Linked DNA regions of Oryctolagus cuniculus: region 1 is linked to region 2. The links are chromatin contacts, called in public Hi-C maps. All regions are on one chromosome and are shown on one strand. Each heading gives the region's core, a stretch centred on a gene start, on an enhancer-like site or on the middle of the called end of the contact. The rest is flanking DNA. Distances are from core to core; before and after follow the strand shown. Region 1 has its middle 12 kb from the start of COQ8A. Region 2 has its middle 120 kb from the start of ANKRD16.

Region 1 (6,104 bases), core at 2,922-5,421, 540 kb before region 2:
GGTCCTCCACGTGGCCTGGATTATGAAAGAGGTGCAAGACATGGCCCCAGCTCACGAGGAGCTAAGCCCCTAGAGGAAAGATCCAGTGGCGCTTGCCAAGGAAGCAAGTGAACAAACAGGTTGGAAAGTCTTGAAGTTGTAAATAAGGTCAAGGCACGGAACCAGGCAAGGAAAAGCCAGTGTCACCTTCCAGTAGCTCAGACCCCACTTCACCTGCCCGGAAATCATTAAAGATATGAAATGTACACTAAGATAAAAGCTGATGTTATTACCTTAAATACTCAGAAAGGCTCGCAAATGATACATTAATTTTTTAAAAGATTTTATTATTTTATTTGAGAGTTAGAGTTATAGACAGTGAGAGGGAGACAGAAAGGTCTTCCTTCCGTTGGTTCACTCCCCAAATGGCTGCAATGGCCAGAGCTGTGCTGATCCAAAGGCAGGAGCCAGGCATTTCTTCCTCGTCTCCCACATCAGTGCAGGGGCCCAAGGACTTGGGCCATCTTCCACTACTTTCCCAGGCCATAGCAGAGAGCTGGATTGGAAGAGGAGCAGCCGGGACTAGAACTGGCGCCCATATGGGATGCCAGCGCTGCAGGCAGAGGATTAACCTACTGTGCCATGGCACTGGCCCTGATACATCAATTTTTTAAATGGGAAAAGACTTTCACAATTTATTGCCACTTGTCAGAGTCAGAGATAGACTCAAGAATTCAGGCTAAGCTTACACAGTTGCTGTTAACACAGAAAAAAAAATTATCAAAAGACACCGATTCTGTGTCTTGGTAATTATTGCTAAAAGTTTTAAAGTGTGTTATTTTGTAACAATGAAGTGATGTGACCATCCCAGGAACTGTAGTGGTGTGTTTTCCCCTTCTAATAAGATTCAGATCCTGAGTGTGTGTGTGTCTGTGAACCCACAGTGAGTCCACAGGTCAGGATGCCTTTGCTTGCAAGAACCATGCAGAGTATTTTCTGGGTCACGTGGCTGACAAGTGAAATATTATGGCAGGCTTCTGAGATGTTTTCATCAGGGCCCTGGCTCTGTTTCTTCATGATTCTCCCTGCCCTGCCCTTTTTGAGTCAGATTTCCCTTTCCAGCTGGCTCGCTCAGGGTTGTAAGACAGCTGTGAACGGCTACTCACGCTGCAACTAGTCTGGGAGAAGAGTCACTAGGCTTGCCAGAGCAGGTGCACCGATGTCCTGGACTTCATTCTCAAGGGACCACCCCAGCACCAATCACAGTGGGCAATGCAATATCAGTTGTGAGTGACAAAGGGGCACACATATTCTCAAACAAAAAGCATAAAGGGAGGGAGAGCTACAATTACTTTTGGCCAGTGATCAGAGAGGACTCCTGTAGCAAGTAACACTTAAAGAACACATGGGGCTGGTGCTGTGGCATAGATGGCTAAGCCTCCACCTGCAGTGCCCGCATCCCATATGGGCCCCAGTGCTTCAAGTACCTGGGCCCCTGCACCTGTGTGGGAGACCGGGAGGAAGCTCCTGGTTCCTGGCTTTGGTCTGGCCCACTCCTGGCCATTGTGTCCATTTGGGGAGTGAACCAGCAGAGACAAGATCTCTCTCTGTCCCTCTCTGTAACTCTGACTTTAAAATAAATAAATCTTAAAAAAAAAAAAAGTACGCCTGATCCCTGCTGAGGAAGGAGGGTGCTAGAGGCAGGGGGCAATGGGAGGAAAGCCTGGGAGGTGGGCAGCCCCGGGGGAGCTGAGAAGGGCGGCAGCCTGGCTGACTCAGGGCATAAGCTCTCACAGTTGCTGCTGCGGCAGGAAATGTTACCCCCAAAAAAGGAAATCTCAACGTTTAGATCCTATCCAAGGAAGCAGGGGGAACCAAGTCGGGCACAAGGTGATAGCATCGTTACTTTTTATGCTTCTTACTCTCTTCCAGGGACAGTTTATTTCACCCGGGGGAGCAAGGCCCTCCCCTGCTCTTTTGCTGAAAGTTCACATAAGGAAAACTGACTTTATCTCGTTTGGCTGACTAGTGGGAAGTTTATCAGGTCCTCGCTGGGGCTCCCCCAAGTCTTTATTATTCACAGGGTCCGAATTAGAGAGTGGGGTGGGTCTGACTTTCACAGGTGAAGGTGGTGGCTCCTCAGGGAGCACAGCTCCCCTTCCATGACTCTGAGCGTGGCCAAGGCTGTTCTCTATGGGTGGTCCAGGGCCTCACCCCTACCCCCCAGGCCTGGGCTCCCAAGTCACTCATCATCCAAGGGACTCTGCCTAAGAGGTGGCTTGGGGTTTCCTCTTGTCACAGAACTGTCTTCCGTGCTTGCCTGGGCACGCAGCAGCAGGAAGTGGGGAGATGGCCCGCTCAGCTGGCCCGCCTTCTGCGGGTGTCCTCTTGTGTACACTTCCCAGGCCGCAGGCTTGCTCCTGGGGTTCTTGGGACAGCAACACCTGTCTGTATCTGGCCTTACCATAAGCCCTTCCCCATTGGCACAGAGAAAAACCCAAAGCTCAAACCCCAGTGGGACATTCGCTCTGCCTGAACATGGGGACTCCCACTTTGCAGTCTTTGGTGAGTTGCCCATTTCTCCCCCAGGGAGCCGGGCCTGTGTGTGCTCTTTTACCAGCAGTCATGTGAACTTTTATCTTCCCTGCTCATTGGCAAAATCTGTGTCCTTGGTCCAGACTCACCTTTAGCTAAAAAATCTTTTCCTTGCAGTCACTCTCGCCTTGCCTTGTTGGCCTTTCCTGACCACAGAGACAGCGGAACCGAATCTCACTCTCCATTTTGCAGCCATAACATCTCTTTTCTAAACTCTCCACCACAACCTGGCTCTCTGAACCCCGGTTCTGTACCCAGATAGACTATTTCAAAATTTTTTTGCACTAAAATTCTGTTTCTCTCGCTCTTTTTTAAAGATTTATTTGAAAGGCAAAGTTAGAGGCTGAGGCAGAGAGAGAGAGAGGTCTTCCATCCTCTGGTTCACTCCCCAGATGGCTGCAACAGCCAGAGCTGGGTTGATCCAAAGCCAGGGGCCAGGAGCCTCTTCCAGGTCTCCCATGTGTGTGCAGGGGCCCAAGCACTTGGGCCATCTTCCACTGCTTTTCCAGGCCATAGCAGAGAGCTGGATCAGAAGTGGAGCAGCCAGAACTCCAACCAACACCCATATGGGATGCTGGTACTGCAGGCGGCTCCCAAAATTCTCTTTTAATTCCACTTTTTCATGTCCTTTTTTGAAGTCCCATCTTAGCTCATAAAGAAGTGGACTGAGAGACGGACCCAGAGTTAGGCTCAGCTCATGGTTTTCAACCCTAGTTTTTTTGCTGCTTCTCTAGTTTACAAACTTTGGGACCAAATCTGGAAATTACTGCAAATGCATGTAAGTTTTTTTTTTTTTTTTAAAGTATCCAGTGATCATCCAAGGGAGAAGAAAGTAAAATATAGATTCAGCAAGTGAGGTAGATTCCCCCCACCACACACACACTAGAGAACTTTAGGACCTGAGAAGGCTCTTTGTAGTTCAGTTGCTGCTTCCTACTTCGCAGCAGATAATCAGTTATTTTCCCTCACTGAAATCAGAATCAGCCTCCTGGGGCGGGAGTGTGGGGTTTGTATGGTTGGGGGAAGGGTGAGGAGGATGGGAAACAGGGACATAAAGGGACTTCTGGAGGAAGAAAATTGTCCCATATTTTGATTGCGGTGTTGGTTCCATGATATTTTCTTTTATAAAAATGTCTGAGCTATAGACTTCAGATCAGTGCCTTCTACTGTAGATGGATTAGATCTCAGTTTATACTACAAGTTGGTGATTATGGCAGTTTGGCTGCTGTCCCTACTGTCCACATGTGACATTGTGTTGAAAAGAAATGAGCCTGAATCAGAAAAACCATACTCAACTGAGAAGGCAGGGCATGGGCTGAGGAGGGAGAGAAAGTGGCAGAGGCCTTGCTAAGGGGCCAGGCGGGCCTCTTGTGTAATATGCTGAGTCACTTCTAATTGTGCAGGCGGCTAATTACAGTAATTAGTCTTGCCTTATTTCCATAGGGTTGGGAATTTCTTTCAGTCTGTGTCTTGGCAGGGTTGGATGGGGTTTTTACTCAGTCTGGTGATTTCTTGGATTGTGGCCTGCTATGGGGTGCTTCTGTGGCTCCAGACGTGATGGGTGTCGCGTTTTCCCCGCTGAGTGCTGCGGGGTGGCAGTGACTAACCTTGGAGCCTGTGAGTCATGAGTCTCAGGTTCTGAACACCACAGGAACATTTGGGCTTTGATGGACACCGTGCTCAGCCTACCAGCTGGGCCTCGGGCCAAGATCATCACACTTTGAAAATAGACAGGGATTATTCACTGTAGCACTGCGGAAGAATAGAAACAGTGATGAGACGGGTACCTAAATTAAGGTTCGTTCACATAATACAACACTGAAAAACAGGCTAAGACGCTACCGGTGTGCTTATCTGGAAACAGCTTTGAGCCCCACTGTTAAATATCAAAGGTATAACAGAGCGCAAAGGGTGACCTTTTGTATGAAATATCAGCGTAGGTTTATTTGCTTGTGTACAAATAAAAAAACCTTTGAAAGGAGACGGGAGTCTTGATAGCAGGGTGCTTTTCCATATGGGAGGGTGTGGGTGTGTGGAACACTGTGGCTGGGCAGTGGGGAAGACTTTTCTTGCAAAACTTTTAAAAGAGATTTTAAAATAATTAATTAATTGTATTACCCAGAGAAAAGTTGAAATCAGTTACTTAACATTCTCAAAGATTTCTAAAATTAAGACACAGTTTTAGGGGAAGATGGAACCCAAGCATAAATCACCCAATTTAGCATTTATCGAGTAGTGGTTTGTGAAAGATAATGGGAAATTTGTATATTTAAAGCAGTACCAGGGGGCTGGCATTGTGGCATAGCAGGTAAAGCTGTCACCTGGGACCAGGCATCCCATCTGAGCACCAGTTCATGTCCCAGCTGCTCTGCTTCCTGTCCAGTTTCCTGCTAATGCATTATTACTTTCTCACATTCAGTGAATACAGATATTTTAAACAATTGCTTTCCTGCAATGCCAGAGCTGTCTGAGAGTCTCTGGATTGGGCACACAGGTAGCCAGGGAGAGCAGGTATCCCTGCTGTCACTCAGTTGCTCAGACATCTCCCTGCTTGGGGAGAGCGCTGCCTGTGCTGGTGATTTGGGCCGCCACACCAGCTGAACTTGTTTTTGTTCTTAGCCGTGTGTTTCGTTAATACCCCAAATGACCCAGGACTCAAAAAGAAATCCAGTGTTGGACACAGGTAGGTATGTGGAACATGGAAAATTAGAATCTTGCAAATGTGCCTCAGGATTATTTCTCCAGGTTGGAAAACTGTGACTAATTAACTTCCTATACAGAAAATTAAGCTGTTCCACTTCCAAATCGAATGTTAAAAAGAAGTGGTTAGGCCAGCACCGCAGCTCACTAGGCTAATCCTCCGTCTTGCAGCACCAGCACACTGGGTTCTAGTCCTGGTCGGGGCACTGGATTCTGTCCCGGTTGCCCCTCTTCCAGGCCAGCTCTCTGCTGTGGCCAGGGAGTGCAGTGGAGGATGGCCCAAGTACTTCTGCCCTGCACCCCATGGGAGACCAGGAGAAACACCTGGCTCCTGCCATCGGATCAGCGCGGTGCGCCGGCCGCAACGTGGCGGCCATTGGAGGGTGAACCAACGGCAAAGGAAGCCCTTTCTCTCTGTCTCTCTCTCTCACTGTCCACTCTGCCTGTCAAAAAATAAAAACAAAACAAAACAAAACAAAACAAAAAAAAAAGGAAAGAAAGAAAGAAATGGTTGAGGCCAGCGCCGTGGCTCATTAGGCTAATCCTCCGCCTGTGGCACCAGCACTCTGGGTTCTAGTCCCGGTTGGGGTGCCGGTTCTGTCCTGGTTGCTCCTCTTCTAGTCCAGCTCTCTGCTGTGGCCTGGGAAGGCAGTGGAGGATGGCCCAAGTGCTTGGGCCCTGCACCCGCGTGGGAGACCAGGAGGAAACACCTGGCTCCTGGCTTCAGATCGCCGCAGCGCACTGGCCATAACGGCCATTTGGGGGTGAACCAATGGAAGGAAGACCTTTCTCTCTCTCTCTCTCTCTCACTGTCTAACTCTGCCTGTCAA
Region 2 (5,660 bases), core at 1,963-4,462:
TATCAGGCAATGACTCCTGGCCACCAGATACTCCGACTAGAGGGCCATTTATTTATTTATTTATTTGAAAGAGCTACACAGAGAAAGAGAGGCAGAGGAGAGAGAGAGAGAGAGAGAGAGAGAGAGAGAGAGAGAGAGTCTTATATCCACTGGTTCACTCCCCGGATGGCTGCAACATTCAGAGCTGCGCCAATCCGAAGCCTGGAGCTAGGAGCTTCCTCTGGGTCTCCCATGTGGGTGCAGGGGCCCAAGGACTTGGGCCATCTTCTGCTGCTTTCCTAGGACATAGTAGACAGCTGGATCAGAAGTGGAACAGCTGGACTCAAACCAGCACCCATATGGGATGCTGGCACTGCAGGCAGTGGCTTTACCCACTAAGCCACAGCACCGGATCCATAGAGGGCCATTTTCACACAGCACCTGCCACCCTGAACTAACCACCATGGTGGTTGTTCTTTTAATTTATAGAATTTTTCTTTTATAAATATGCTAAAATAATACAGTAGACCCACTGTATGAATGAATTCTTCAGCTCTGGATTGAACCAACTGCAGATGAAAAATATGACAGTGTAGTTTGACCCCTGATGGTTGTCTATATGCAGAAATGGTTTCTCTGTGTTTTTTTTTTTTTTTTTTTTTTGACTGGCAGAGTGGATAGTGAGAGAGACAGAGAGAAAGGTCTTCCTTTTTCCATTGGTTCACCACCCAGTGGCTGCTGCGGCCGGCGCACTGCAACCGGCGCACCGCGCTGATCCAAAGCCAGGAGTCAGGTGCTTCTCCTGGTCTCCCATGCGGGTGCAGGGCCCAAGCACTTGGGCCATCCTCCACTGCCTTCCTGGGCCACAGCAGAGAGCTGGACTGGAAGAGGAGTGACTGGGACAGAATCTGGCGCCCCATCTAGGACTAGAACCTGGTGTGCTGGTGCCACAGGTGGAGAATTAGCCTATTGAGCCGCGGTGCTGGCCTCTCTCTCTTTTTTTTTTTTTTAAATTATTTATTTATTTGAAACTCACAGTTAGAGAGAGAGAGAGAGAGAGAAAGAGACACACAGAGATCTTCCACCTGCTGGTTTACTGCCCAGTCATCACAATGGCTAAGACAGAGCCAGGTTGAAGCCAAGGGCCAGGAGCTTCACCTGGGTCTCCCACATGGATGACAGGGGCCCAAGTACCCAAGTGTGTGCTTGAAAGAGCTCACAATCCCTGTAGAGAAGGCCAGGGTGTTGGTGAGGATGGTGATTGAGCTGGCCACAGCTACCATGAAAAAGACTTTAGACATTAACTCTCATGCTATCCATGAAGCTTATCTCTGTCAAGCAGACAGCCTGATGAACATGTTATTGACCCTAATGACAGTAAAATAGAAAAAGAGACCCCATACATATATTAACAGCTGTTACAATTAAGGTTGATTCTATGCATCTTCTTTTCCTAACTCTTACGGCATTATTTATTTTGCTCAACCTTTGCTTTGTTAATTTCTTCTCTGTTTTTCCCTCCTCTGGGTGCCTCTGAGCTCATAACAGAATTTATCACTTGTTCCTCTTTAATAAGTCTTTGCACATAGCTTGGTACACTCTGCTTCTCGTCTTCCTTTAGATTATTACAATGATGACACCAAGAAACCTGGATGAATGTTAATTGAGGCAGTATTAGCAATGTATCCTTAATTTCTTTTTTTAAAATATTTTTTATTTATTTGACAGGTAAGAGTTACATACAGTGAGAGGGAGAGACAGAGAGAAAGGTCTTCCTTCCGTTGGTTCATCCCCCAAATGGCTGCTATGGTCGGAGCTATGCCGATCCGAAGCAAGGAGCCAGGTGCTTCTTCCCGGTCTCCCATGCGGGTGCAGGGCCCAAGCACTTGGGCCATCCTCCACTGCCTTCCCGGGCCACAGCAGAGAGCTGGACTGGAAGAGGAGCAACCAGGACTAGAACCCAGTGCCCATATGGGACTCCGGCGCTGAAGGCAGAGGATTAGCCAAGTGAGCCACGGCGCCGGCCCCATCCTTAATTTCTTTAGAGTACTTGAAAGAGTGTATTTTCTCAGAAGCCACTTAATATGAATGAACAAATACACCCAGCCAACATTCTGTTTCTTACAATACAGTCCAGACTTTGGCACTTCACCTTTAGCATCTGGCTATCTATGTGGTGTAATATAAGAGGTACCACAAAGTATTTGGGGAGTGAACCAGCATACAGGAATACTCTCTCACTCTCTCCCTCTCCCATTTCCTCTCCCCCTTGCTCTAAAACAAATGAAGAAAAAATTAAAAATAAGAATTAACAGCATTTAGATAGACTGATTCAATGGGTTCTCAGTTGAACTGATTTTCTTTACCCTGTTACAATCAAAGTTTCACTAAAAACTCTTCTTAATGTAGCATGCTGATTGCAAATTCATTTCCAGTAATGTACATGTAAACACTGCCAAGAGCACACTGAGGGGGAAAAAACACAGTAAGAAGGGAGAAAAGGACTTTGGAACTGTAATGGGTATCACAATACTGTGTATGTTATATGTAAAGAAGTCAGAGTAATGGAGTACTGGTGAACGAGGCAGAAAATGCAATGAGACACAATGAAACACAGACCAGAACAAAACTGAGAATAAGGTTAAATGAAGTGTCATTTTAACCTAGTGCTAAATAATGAAATGTTTAGGACAAGTGAACAGCTAGAAAGTTCTTAAATGTTATACCATACTACGAAATAAACCAAGCACTGATTAAACATTCAAATGGGGGAAATAAGTGTTTTTTTTTTTGTTTTGTTTTGTTTTGTTTTGTTTTTTTAAGTAAAGCAAAAGTCAATGTAAACTAAACCGAAGGACGGGGGTAGGAGTCCTGCAGAAGTGAGTTTTCATTTCTTCTGGAAAATGGGCATTGATTTCGCTAAGTGTGCAGTTTATAGCACCGATGGCCATGATCTCTGCAGTCATGGAAACAGCATTGTGTGTCTGCATCTGCTAAATTCCCATGGAGAGCAACCGGGACCCAGAGGGCAGAGAAATAAGATTAGATTTTCAGAGGAGTTTGAGGCCTTCAGAATACTCTCACAGCAAAGTCCGCTTTCCTCCAGATAGGCGTCTGTCTCGCCAAACGTCCTCTAAGCTCAGCCAAGACACACTGAACCGTCCGCCGCCAGGATTTGGGAGGCGCGGGTCTTGCGCATGCGCGCTGGCCGTGATGGGCCTCAGTGCGCGTGCTCAGGGGCGCGCCCCGCCCGCTGCGTTCCCGGGTCTCCCGGGCGGTGGTTGCCCGCTGCGGCGCTGGTAACCGCGGGGCTGCGCTGTGGAGCCGTGGTGTGGCCAGATCGATTTGTTTTGATATTTTGGACTAAGGGAGGCGGCGAAAGGCCGCCCTCTGCCTGGAGCGTGGAAACAATTTGTTCTTGGACAACCAAGAAGAAACAGGGACTGCTGAAGTCCCGGTTCGAGTCCCGCACTCGGGACAAGAACCTCGGGGAGATCCACAAACTGACCGTCGAAGGGGGACACATTGACAATTATGTACCTCCTGGCGATGCAGCCAAGCCGACTGCACGACAGAGATGGGAACAACAGGTACCGGCGCCGCAGGCCAGCGGAGAGGGCGGGCGGACGAGGCGGGGCCCGGGTGCGAGAAGCGGTCCGGTCCCGGGCGCTCCAGTGGCCACGGTCGCCCGCCTAGCATCCGCCGCGAGCTCCTCAGCGCCTGGGACAGGGGCCCCTGAGCGCCCCGCCGGCTCAGTGAGCAGAGGACTCGAACCAACTTCAGCTGGTGTCGGAGCTACTGGTCCCTCGGAGACCCCTAATTCACCACTGAAAGTGACATACACGACAGAAAGCGGTTTGTGCAGCCGTTTGTGTTCCATGTACACGTGTTCCAAACCGTGCTGTTGTGCACAGCAAAGAATTTCCGTAACCTGTCACTCCTGGCTAAAATTTTTGGAGTAAAATCCAATGTCCCTACACGCCTATGTAAAGAGGTTCTTGATGGAGAGATCTTGGATGAAAAAGCTGAAAGGAGGAAGATGGCTGTGTGTTCTTACATAGAAGAATCATTTTTGTCACAGTGTGAGCTCTTTAAGTATCAGTTTTATGGGCACCAAAGATGTGTTATCAAGGTTTTAAAATTTTTGAGTTAGACATTTCTGCCTGTCATTTACGATTATGATGTTACAAGTTTGTAACATAGTGAATAAAGGTTCTAGATATAAAAGTGTAGAATTAATTTCCAGAAATTAGAGGCCGGCGTTTTAGTGTAGTAAGTTAAGCCTGCGCTTGCAGTGGGGAATCCTATTTGGGCGCTGGCTGGAGTCCTGGCTGCTCCGCTTCCAATCCAGCTCTCTGCTAATGGCCCGGGAAGGCATCAGAAGATGGCTCAAGTGATTGGTATCCTGCACCCACGTGGGAGACCTAGAAGAACCCCTGTCTGCAGATCTGCCCAGCTCCAGCCATTGCAGCCATTTGGGGAGTGAACCAGCCAAAGGAAGCTCGCTCTCTCTCTCTCTCTCTCTCTCTCTCTCTCTCTGTAACTCTGCCTTTCAAATAAAATAAATAAATCTTTAAAACAAACAAAAAAACCACAGGAAAGCACATTTTGTTGGAAATATGTATTTTAATTTAAAACAAGATAAAAGAGTGTTACAATAAATAGAAACCTTGCCATTGTTGTCAATTTCCAAAAGAAATTAATTCATACCACATGGTTATCTCTCAGTGGCAAGGTTTTAAGAAACTTGGAAAAGAAGAGAGCAATCAGAAATTTGGAAATGAAGTAATTGAGGGAGAGCACTAAGATGGCATTTTGGTCTGTGTTTGTTTTATTTTTTAAAGATTTATGTATTTTATTTGAAAGGCAGAGGTACAGAGAGGCAGAGGCAGAGGTAGAGAGAGAGAGAGAGAGAGAGGGAGAGAGAGAGAGAGAGAGAGAATCTTCCTTCTGCTGGTTCACTCCCCAATTGGCCGCAATAGCCAGAGCTATGCCAATCTGAAGCCAGGAGCCAGGAGCTTCTTCCAGGTCTCCCATGTGGGTGCAGGGGTCCAAGGACTTGGGCCATCTTCTACTGCTTTCCCAGGTCATAGCAGAGAACTGGGTTGGAAGTGGAGCAGCCGAGACTTGAACTGGCACCCATATGGGATGCCGGCACTGCACACAGTAGCTTTACCCACTATGCCATAGTGCTGGCCCCCAGGAGTTCTTTTAATAATTTAGATTTCACAGTCTTATGAACTGAATACCCATTTGATGAATATCTGTCAAACTTAAATACAAATGAATTGTTAGAAAGTTATTATTTATTCAGTGCTTTTTAAAAAAAGATTTATTTATTTGAAAATCAGAGTTACACAGAGATAGAAAGAGAAAGAGAGATATCCCAACCACTGGTTCAATCCCCAGCTGACCACAACAGCCAGGACTGGGCCAGGCTAAAGCTAGGAGTCAGGAGCTTCTTCTGAATCTCTCATGTAGGTACAGGTCCCAAGCACTGGGGTCATCTGCTGCTGCTTTCCCAGGCACATTTGCAGGGAACTGGATCATAAATGGAGCAGCTGGGTCTTTTTTTTTGACAGGCGGAGTGGACAGTGAGAGAGAGAGACAGAGGGAAAGGTCTTCCTTTCACCCTCCAATGGCCGCCGTGGCTGGCGCATTGCGCTGATCTGAAGCCAGGA

Evidence for each region. A called contact is a pair of places that touch in the nucleus more often than the background predicts.
Region 1: a contact with region 2 is called in a Hi-C map of psoas muscle, with 4 times the contacts expected there. The contact joins two enhancer-like sites. A contact is called at or near these places in 2 of 6 Hi-C or Micro-C datasets (psoas muscle and an unstated tissue).

What each region holds. Positions count from the first base shown.
Region 1 is chr13:67,540,793-67,546,896 of mOryCun1.1, reverse strand. No RefSeq gene overlaps it. Among named protein-coding and RNA genes, the nearest start is that of COQ8A, 12 kb to the right of the region's middle. Within about 2 kb of position 4,171, at least 5 of the 8 cell types and tissues checked have an H3K27ac peak or open chromatin away from gene starts, as enhancers often do.
Region 2 is chr13:67,000,408-67,006,067 of mOryCun1.1, reverse strand. No RefSeq gene overlaps it. Among named protein-coding and RNA genes, the nearest start is that of ANKRD16, 120 kb to the right of the region's middle. Within about 2 kb of position 3,212, at least 7 of the 8 cell types and tissues checked have an H3K27ac peak or open chromatin away from gene starts, as enhancers often do.